Linked DNA regions of Macaca mulatta: region 1 is linked to region 2. The links are chromatin contacts, called in public Hi-C maps. All regions are on one chromosome and are shown on one strand. Each heading gives the region's core, a stretch centred on a gene start, on an enhancer-like site or on the middle of the called end of the contact. The rest is flanking DNA. Distances are from core to core; before and after follow the strand shown.

The links. A called contact is a pair of places that touch in the nucleus more often than the background predicts.
Region 1: a contact with region 2 is called in a Hi-C map of CD4 T cells, with 3 times the contacts expected there. The contact joins the enhancer-like site here to the promoter of RBPJ in region 2. A contact is called at or near these places in 4 of 14 Hi-C or Micro-C datasets (CD4 T cells, blood, cortical neurons and 1 more).

The regions. Positions count from the first base shown.
Region 1 is chr5:25,435,447-25,439,408 of T2T-MMU8v2.0, reverse strand. The region is part of intron 3 of RBPJ (recombination signal binding protein for immunoglobulin kappa J region); the gene reads right to left. Among named protein-coding and RNA genes, the nearest start is that of RBPJ, 76 kb to the right of the region's middle. Within about 2 kb of position 1,273, at least 1 of the 40 cell types and tissues checked has an H3K27ac peak or open chromatin away from gene starts, as enhancers often do. A contact at or near this core is called in CD4 T cells, where this site is marked.
Region 2 is chr5:25,358,829-25,362,425 of T2T-MMU8v2.0, reverse strand. RBPJ (recombination signal binding protein for immunoglobulin kappa J region) reads right to left here and starts at 1,453. Exons shown (of 12, transcript NM_001260693.1): 1 at 1,320-1,453.

The DNA.
Region 1 (3,962 bases), core at 24-2,523, 77 kb before region 2:
GTTATGCCAATGGAGGCAATGGGAGTCTGCAAATAATGAGAAAAACCTGGTCCCCGCGTAAAGGTAAAAGACAACTTCAGTTAAGGGAACATAATCAATGGTATTAAATATTACAGAACAGTCAAGAAAGATAAAAATTAGAAACTCTTCACAAATTTGACAATTAGTTCATAAATGGAACAGCTTAATTACAATTTTCTCAGTGAGTTGGTGGTGAGGCAATACCACTGAAGCAAGCTACAAAATGAAAGGGAGGGAAGGAAGCACAACGAATATAGTCATGCTTCTTGGCTATTAAGGAAAAGGGGTGGTGGTGGGAATAACTAAGGTTATGGCAGAAAAGTTTGTCTCTTTACAGGATTTTTAAAATTTTGGATACAAAGGGAAGTTTTTAATTACTAAGTCTGTTAAAACAAAAAAAGCCAAGAAGAAAATGTAAAGATGCACTGCAAAAAAACCTAGTGTCTATAAACTGAATACTTCTAAGCAGTTGAAGTATATAACACACAGAATTCTGAAAGACAGGCTGGGCGAGGTGGCTCCCGCCTGTAATCCCAGCACTTTGGGAGGCTGAGGCAGGCGGATCATGAGGTCAGGAGATTGAGACCATCCTGGCTAACACAGTGAAACCCCGTCTCTACTAAAAATACGAAAAATTAGCTGGGCGCAGTAGCACACGCCTGTAATTCCAGCTACTCAGGAGGCTGAGGCATGAGAATCGCGTGAACCTGGGAGGTGGAGGTTGCAATGAGCTGAGATCATGCCACTGCACTCTAGCCTGGGCGACAGAGCGAGACTCTGTCTCAAAAAACAACAACAACAAAAAAGAGTTACAAAACAGAGACTAATAATATGCAACAGAGACAGTATGTGGCCCTCAAAGCCTAAAATATATACTACTTGATGCTACAGAAAATGTTTGTTGATCCCTGCAGACAATTTTTAAAAGTAAAGTTTTTAAAGAAAAGTTCCAAAACAGAATTCTGATTAAATCAATTAAGTATATTACATGGCTGACATTCAATCAAGATTTTTTATAAAATTCTTCCTCAAAACTGGACTTATGGACAACTGACAGTTCAGAAAGCTCAGCTCAACTCTTCTCACATCTACTTCTGGATGCTGCCAAAAGGCATCCAGATTTATATGCACCCCCACAAAACCTCGAAGAACTGCCCTATTTTTGTCAGATTCTGGCAGTCTCGCCTTTTACACTGTCTCAGACACTTCTTCTCAAAGTGAGCTCCACAATAGTTATGGTTTACAAAGAGGCGGGTCTCAATCAAAGATGCTTCAGTGAAATCAGATAAAATAAAGTGAAACCAATTAATGGCAGGACTACTCAGAACCGTAAGCAAAATCTTCAAGAGAGGGATATTTGTAGGCTTTGTTTTCCAAGCTATTAGACCTGACTAAGATCTCCTTGTTTTTCCCCCAAGGAAGCTTTCTGAGAACTACTGTTTGCCTGAGGGCCAGTTTTGAAAATGACAATCTAGGGATACTATCAATAGTCAAAAAATTCCTGGTGCCCTTGTAATACACTAAAACATTGAGGCTGCTATACTAAGTGTCTACATCTATCAGTGACCAAAGCCAAACAACAGTACAGGTCCTGTTCCTAGGGAAACACCTACAAATCTCCCTTCAATCCTCTCTTTTTATGAGAGAAGTAAAAATGTCCCAAAATTCCAGTTTTTTGTAGATAAGTAGGTAAATTGCTTCAAATCCTGTCACACAGCTATGAGACATATCCTTTCAAATTCTGACCAGCTCTTGGTTTTCCCCTCCCCGCCTCCCACTCCCAAATAGGCATAGGCCATTACATTGACAGCAATGGGTCATCAACACATCTGTGTTCTATTAGCTTAAAAGGTTATTGTACAAATAAGCCATTTTGCTACTTAAGGTATTACATCTCATGTACAGAAAAATTTGGGACTAGAGGAATTTGAGAACATAAAACAGTATGAGGTGTTGACAATCAAAGGCAGGTCACCATCTTGGTTCTCCTATTTTTAATCCTGGTTGATACTATCTAAAAGATGACCTTCACAACAGGATGCTTTTTCAATATTGCTTAATTTGGAGTAAGAATAGTGTATAACAGATTTCAAAGATTTTTTTTAAAGGAATAAAATCTGCCCGATTTTGAACTCTCTACACACCAGTGGAGAGAAAAAATGTTAAAATATTTTTCATCAAATAAAATAAGAGATACTAAAATTTTCCTAACTTGAATATTATTTAAAGGAGAAATGGAGAAAAAACCATTTTAAAAAGCATTCGCAAGGCAAGGCGTGGTGGCTCTTGCCTGTAATCCCAGCACTTTGGGAGGCCGAGGCAGGGGGATCACTTGAGCTTAGGAGTTCAAGGCTAGCCTGGACAACATGGGGAAATTCTGTCTCTACAAAAAATATACAATTAGCCAGGCATGGTCATGTGCACCTGTAGTCCCGGCTACTCAGGAGGCTGAGGTGGGAGGCTGGCTTGAACCCGGGACGCAGAGGTTGCAGTGAGCCAAGATCACACCACTGCGCTCCAGCCTGGGTGATAAAGCCAGACTTTGTCTCTCAAAACAAAACAAAACAAAAGGCCAGATGGTACCTAAAATTATAATATATTATCAAAAGGGAAAATTTCTGATTTCCAAGTTTGTGCTTAACAAAATAAAATTTTATCACAGATTTGGTCACTGATTTTACATTTCCATTTGTTGTTATACAAACTTTTTGCTAGATTTGCCTTATTTTAGCTTAAATAATAAGCAATATAAATCTGTAGTTTGCTGTCTTTCAGAGATTTAAAAAGAAATAAAACTTATCTGAAGCCAGGTGTGGTGGCTCACACCTGTAATCCCAGCACTTTGGGAAGCCAAGGCAGGCGGATCACTTGAGGTCAGGAGTTCGAGAACAGCCTGGCCAACACGGTGAAACCCCATCTCTACTAAAAATTAAAAATTAGCTGGGCATGGTGGCAGGCACCTGTACTCTAGCCTCGGCGACAGAGCAAGACTCCATCTCAAACAAAACAAAACAAAACAATAAACAAAAAAAACTTACCTGAATTTTCCCAAGAAGGTACACTAATCCCTTTCAGAATATTTTAGAATATTTTTCAAGTATAAAAGCTTCTAAGTTTTTAACAGCTTTATTGAGATTTAATTGAAATACAATAAAATGCGCTTATTTTAAAGTGTGCAATGTGACAAGTTTTGGCATGTGTATACACACCATCACCAAAATCAAAATAAAGGTATTCACAATTGTGAGTTTCCTTTCTGCCTTTGTAATCTTTCCTCCTGCCTCCCCCTATCCCCAGGAAACCACTGATCAACTTTTTGTCACTACAGATCAGTTTGCATTTTCTATAATTCTATGTAAGTGGAATCATGCAGTACATATTCTTTTTTCCTGACACACTTAGAAAATTCAGTATAATTATTTTAAGATCCATCTATGCTATTGCATGCATCGAGTTCCTTTTTTACTGCTTAATAGAAATTCACTGTAGAATACACTACAATTTGTTGATCCACTCACCTGTTGCTGGATATTGGGGTTGTGTCTGTGTAACTATTACAACTAAAGCTAACACGAACATTCGTGTTCAGGGCTTTGTATTCAGGTGTTTTCATTTTCCTTGATTAAATATGTAGGAACAGAATAACTAGGCCATATGGTAGAGGTTTAACATTTTAAGAAAGTATAAATTATTTTCCAAAATTATTATACCACTTTATATACCCACTGCCAATGTATGAAAGTACTAGCTGTTCCCATGATGAGTCCTTTAAATTTCAGACATTGTAACAGGTATATAGTATTAATAGTATCTAACTGCTAGAAAGTGTATGTGTCCCCTAAGATACCTATGTTGAAATCTAATCAGAAATGCCATGGTAGTAGGAGGTGGGGCATCTGGGAGGTGATGAGGTCATGAGGATGGAGCCTTCAAGAATAGGA
Region 2 (3,597 bases), core at 204-2,703:
GCTGAAATTCTCCGCCCCAACACTCACAAGTTTTCAACATGGAAATTCACTCAACTCCTACTCACATGCCAAATGAATATCCATTGTGGATATCTGAAACTATTCTCAAACACTAACAGAAAAACACATATATACATCTTGAGCCTCCTTCTAACCGTCCTACGATACCCTCCAATCATCCTCAGGCAACCTAAATGCAAAGCTTCGACAGACAGCTGCCCTTGGCCTAGGCCGTCAGGAACCAGGAGGGGGGCGGGGGCCGGGGGCCGGGGGACGCAAGAACCACCAAGAGACCAGACCTTTTTCCAGGGCTACTGTTTCCAAGCAAAACAACCCACCGCACTAAAGAGACGGCGATGAAAATTGGAGACGCTTTAATCCCGAAAGAAAGGGGTGGCGATGGGGGGGCGGGGGGTGCAAGAAATCCCGAGAAAAAGGGGTGCGGAGGAGGAAACTAAGTATCCCATGCATCTTTCAGACTCACAAAACAACAACAAACCGTAGAGTCTGTGTGCACTTAGAAGCAGCAGATGGAGTCTCCGGGGCTGAGACAGTTCAGCAGACGTACACCGGGGGTAGTGGATAAATCAACCGATGACGGGAGAGGAAGGGGGTGCCGAGAGAATAAGCCCATGGATGGGGGAGACAACGCCTCGGGGGGGGGGGATCCAGGACCGCAGAGAAAGGTGAGAGAGGACCCACAGGAGAAAGACAATGGAAGAACAATTAAGACAGGAATCTGGTGCCCGGGCTGTGGCAGGTCACTGGGCTACCGACAAGAGTGGGGCACAACAAAGGGGCACGGGAGGAAGGACAGCGGAGGGGAGGAGATGGAAAGAGGATGCGGGGCGCCACGGGTCGGACAAAGCGCCCAAGGCGGCGAAACAAAGGGCCGGGGGTAGAGAGTCGCGGGGGGCAGCGGGGAAAGACAAAGCGCCCGGGGCCGGGGGCACTAGCGGGGCGAGGCGGCGACAACGGCCGCGAGGAACAAAGCTGCACGGGGCCCCCAGGCAGGGCCCGCTGGAGGCGCGCGGGAGGCACGGCGCCCGAGGGCCCCGCGCGCCCGGCCGCACTCACGCCCGCACCCGCCGGCCTCGCCGCCGCCTCCCGCCCTCACGCGCCGGAGCCCGAGCCACGGCAGCGCAGAGGCAGCGCACGGTCACACGCCGCAGCCGCCGCCGCGCTCGGCGCACGCGACGCCGCCCCCGCGGGCCCCCGGACGCCAAGCGCGCTGCGGCCCCCGAATCCGCCGCTCGCCGCGGGCTGCCAGACGCCCGCAACTTTCCCGGTTCCCAGCGCTCCGATTCCCTCGGACTTACCCTGTCACAACAGGCGCCATCTTCCACAAACTCTCGCCAAAACTCCAACCCTCGCGAGATTCCCCCCGACGCCTTCCCTGGTCCCTCTCCCCCGCCCCTTCCCTTTTTCCTCACTCCTCGATTCCACCCAGCCCCCGCGCTCCCTTTCCCCTCGCCGCCGCCGCGAAGAGCCAGACGCCTCGCGCCGCCCGCAGAGTAGGGGATCCTGCTCGCTGCCTCCCTTGGAAACCTACCCAAGCGATGGAGCATGCGCAGGCGGCTCCTCCGCGGGCGAGCCCTCCGTGTGGTCCATGGGGAGCGCTCCGGTTATCCAGGTTTTGGGACGCGCCTTGAGGGACGTACGTGGAGACTGAGGAAAACCGGAGGGGATTACTACGGGGACGGGGAATGGAGGGGTCAGGAGGCGGGGCCGAGGAGAAGGGAGGAGGGGTCCTGGGAAAATGGGCCGCGTTTCACAGGCCTAGATGAAACACCTCCTCAATGGGTGTTTTCCAAGCGGCTTCCCGCTCACTCTGGGTTCCCAGCTCCTTTCATTCATTCAGACGTTCCCTGGGCGCCTCCTTTATGCTAATTTCGGCGTTAGGTGCAGGAGCGTCAGAGGTGCCTGGGGTTCGGGCAAGTGACACGTCGGGAACTGTCTTCATTCATTACACCCCCATGCTAATGAGGAGGCCCTTCCAGAGCTCCGCAAACGGAAAACTTTTGCAGTTGAGCTCTCTCGGCTTAGCGTTCTCCTTAGGTGTGAAATGAGGTCAAGTCAAGGCCTCTGGGAAAGACACCCCTAATGGCCACCTCGCAGACACACGCCAGGGTGCGGAGTAGTTCTCTCCAGAAGGGAAAACTGCCTTGGAATTGAGAGCCACATTCTCCCACCTCCGAGTCGGGCCAGAGGCCCTGATCAAAGCTCTTGCAGCTCGCGTGCCACATGGCCTCTCTAAGACCCCATCGCAGCCGCCACCGTGTGTGAGCCCAGGTGTGTGTTGAGGCCACTACTGCACAGGGAACCGGGCCACCCGAGGGCCTGGCACAGCCGAAGACGCTGCCGGCTGCCCGAATCGCGCTTCAGGCGGCCTGATGCCGGAAGCCCCCGGGCGAACCTGGCCCCGCCGGGCATTGAACAGCAAGGTGCAGAGCCCGAACCCCGCCCCCTCCTCCTACCTGCAGCCCCCCATTTTTCCCCTCCTTTGCCCTTTCCTTTCCTAGAGATTCCCAATCCAGCACTGCCTCCCGCAGGGAGCCCCAAAACCCGGAGAACTGGAATTCGCCGCCCGAAACCTGCTGAAGGCGCTGCAGGATTGGCGCGGCCCGCGCGAGCGGCACTGCGCATGCACCCAATGCGGGCAGTCGCGTCTCACGCTACACCTCCTTCCCACCGCCTTCCACTACTCGGCTCAGACACAACACGGCCGTGGGAAATTTCCTAAACCTCGCGAGAACGTGCCCCCTGTTGCCTAGGCTTTCGCTCCAAATCTCGCGAAGCCAAGGGAGGACAGGTGTTTGTTTAGAGCAGGTCCGGGCGCCGTTCGTGCCGCGCGTGCCCGGGAGGCGGGCGGCGGGCGGCGGGCGCGGGCGGGGTGGGAAGGGAGCGGCTCGCCGCGGAGGCGGGGCGGGAAGGCGCGTGGCGGGGAGCACGGGGCAGAGGGCGGCGGGGAAGGAGACGCGACGTCTCGCACACACGCACACGCCCTGTGACGCTGGGTGGAAGACGAGGGGTGGGGAGCCTCGAAGGGAAGAAGGGGAAGCCAGGAGGTTGGAAGTGGCTCCCAGTGCGGAGAGTGAGAGGTCAGGCTCTAGGGCAGGAGGAGCCCCAGGCCGATCTCCCGGGGAGGTTTCCTGTCGCCCTCCACAAGCCTGGTACTTTCCTAAAATGTGTTAGACGCCGCGCCCCCCGCCTCCGGGAGCTGAGAGACAGCCCCCAGAGTCGGGTTTGAGTCATGCCTTGAGTCACCTAGTCTGGCCACCACTTCGCTTATTTTGAAACAAGTTCTGATTCCTTAGCTACTCTACTTTAGCAATTAGTTGTTTTCTTTCTAATCTACCCGCTGGCCCTGTGAGCTGGTTAGAAAAATAAATAAATAAACAGCTCTGCGCTCTTGCATTGTTGCCTTGTATAGATTCTTGCTCCCGTTTAAGGACACGGTTCTTAAAATTTCTTCTCAGTCTCTTCTTAACCTTTTGAAGTAATCTAACAAATCAGTTTCTGTTCTGTTTTTTCCTCCCACTAATATGGCTTTTTTGCTTTCCTTCACCTTTCCGTATTTTTGTTGCAATATCCCAT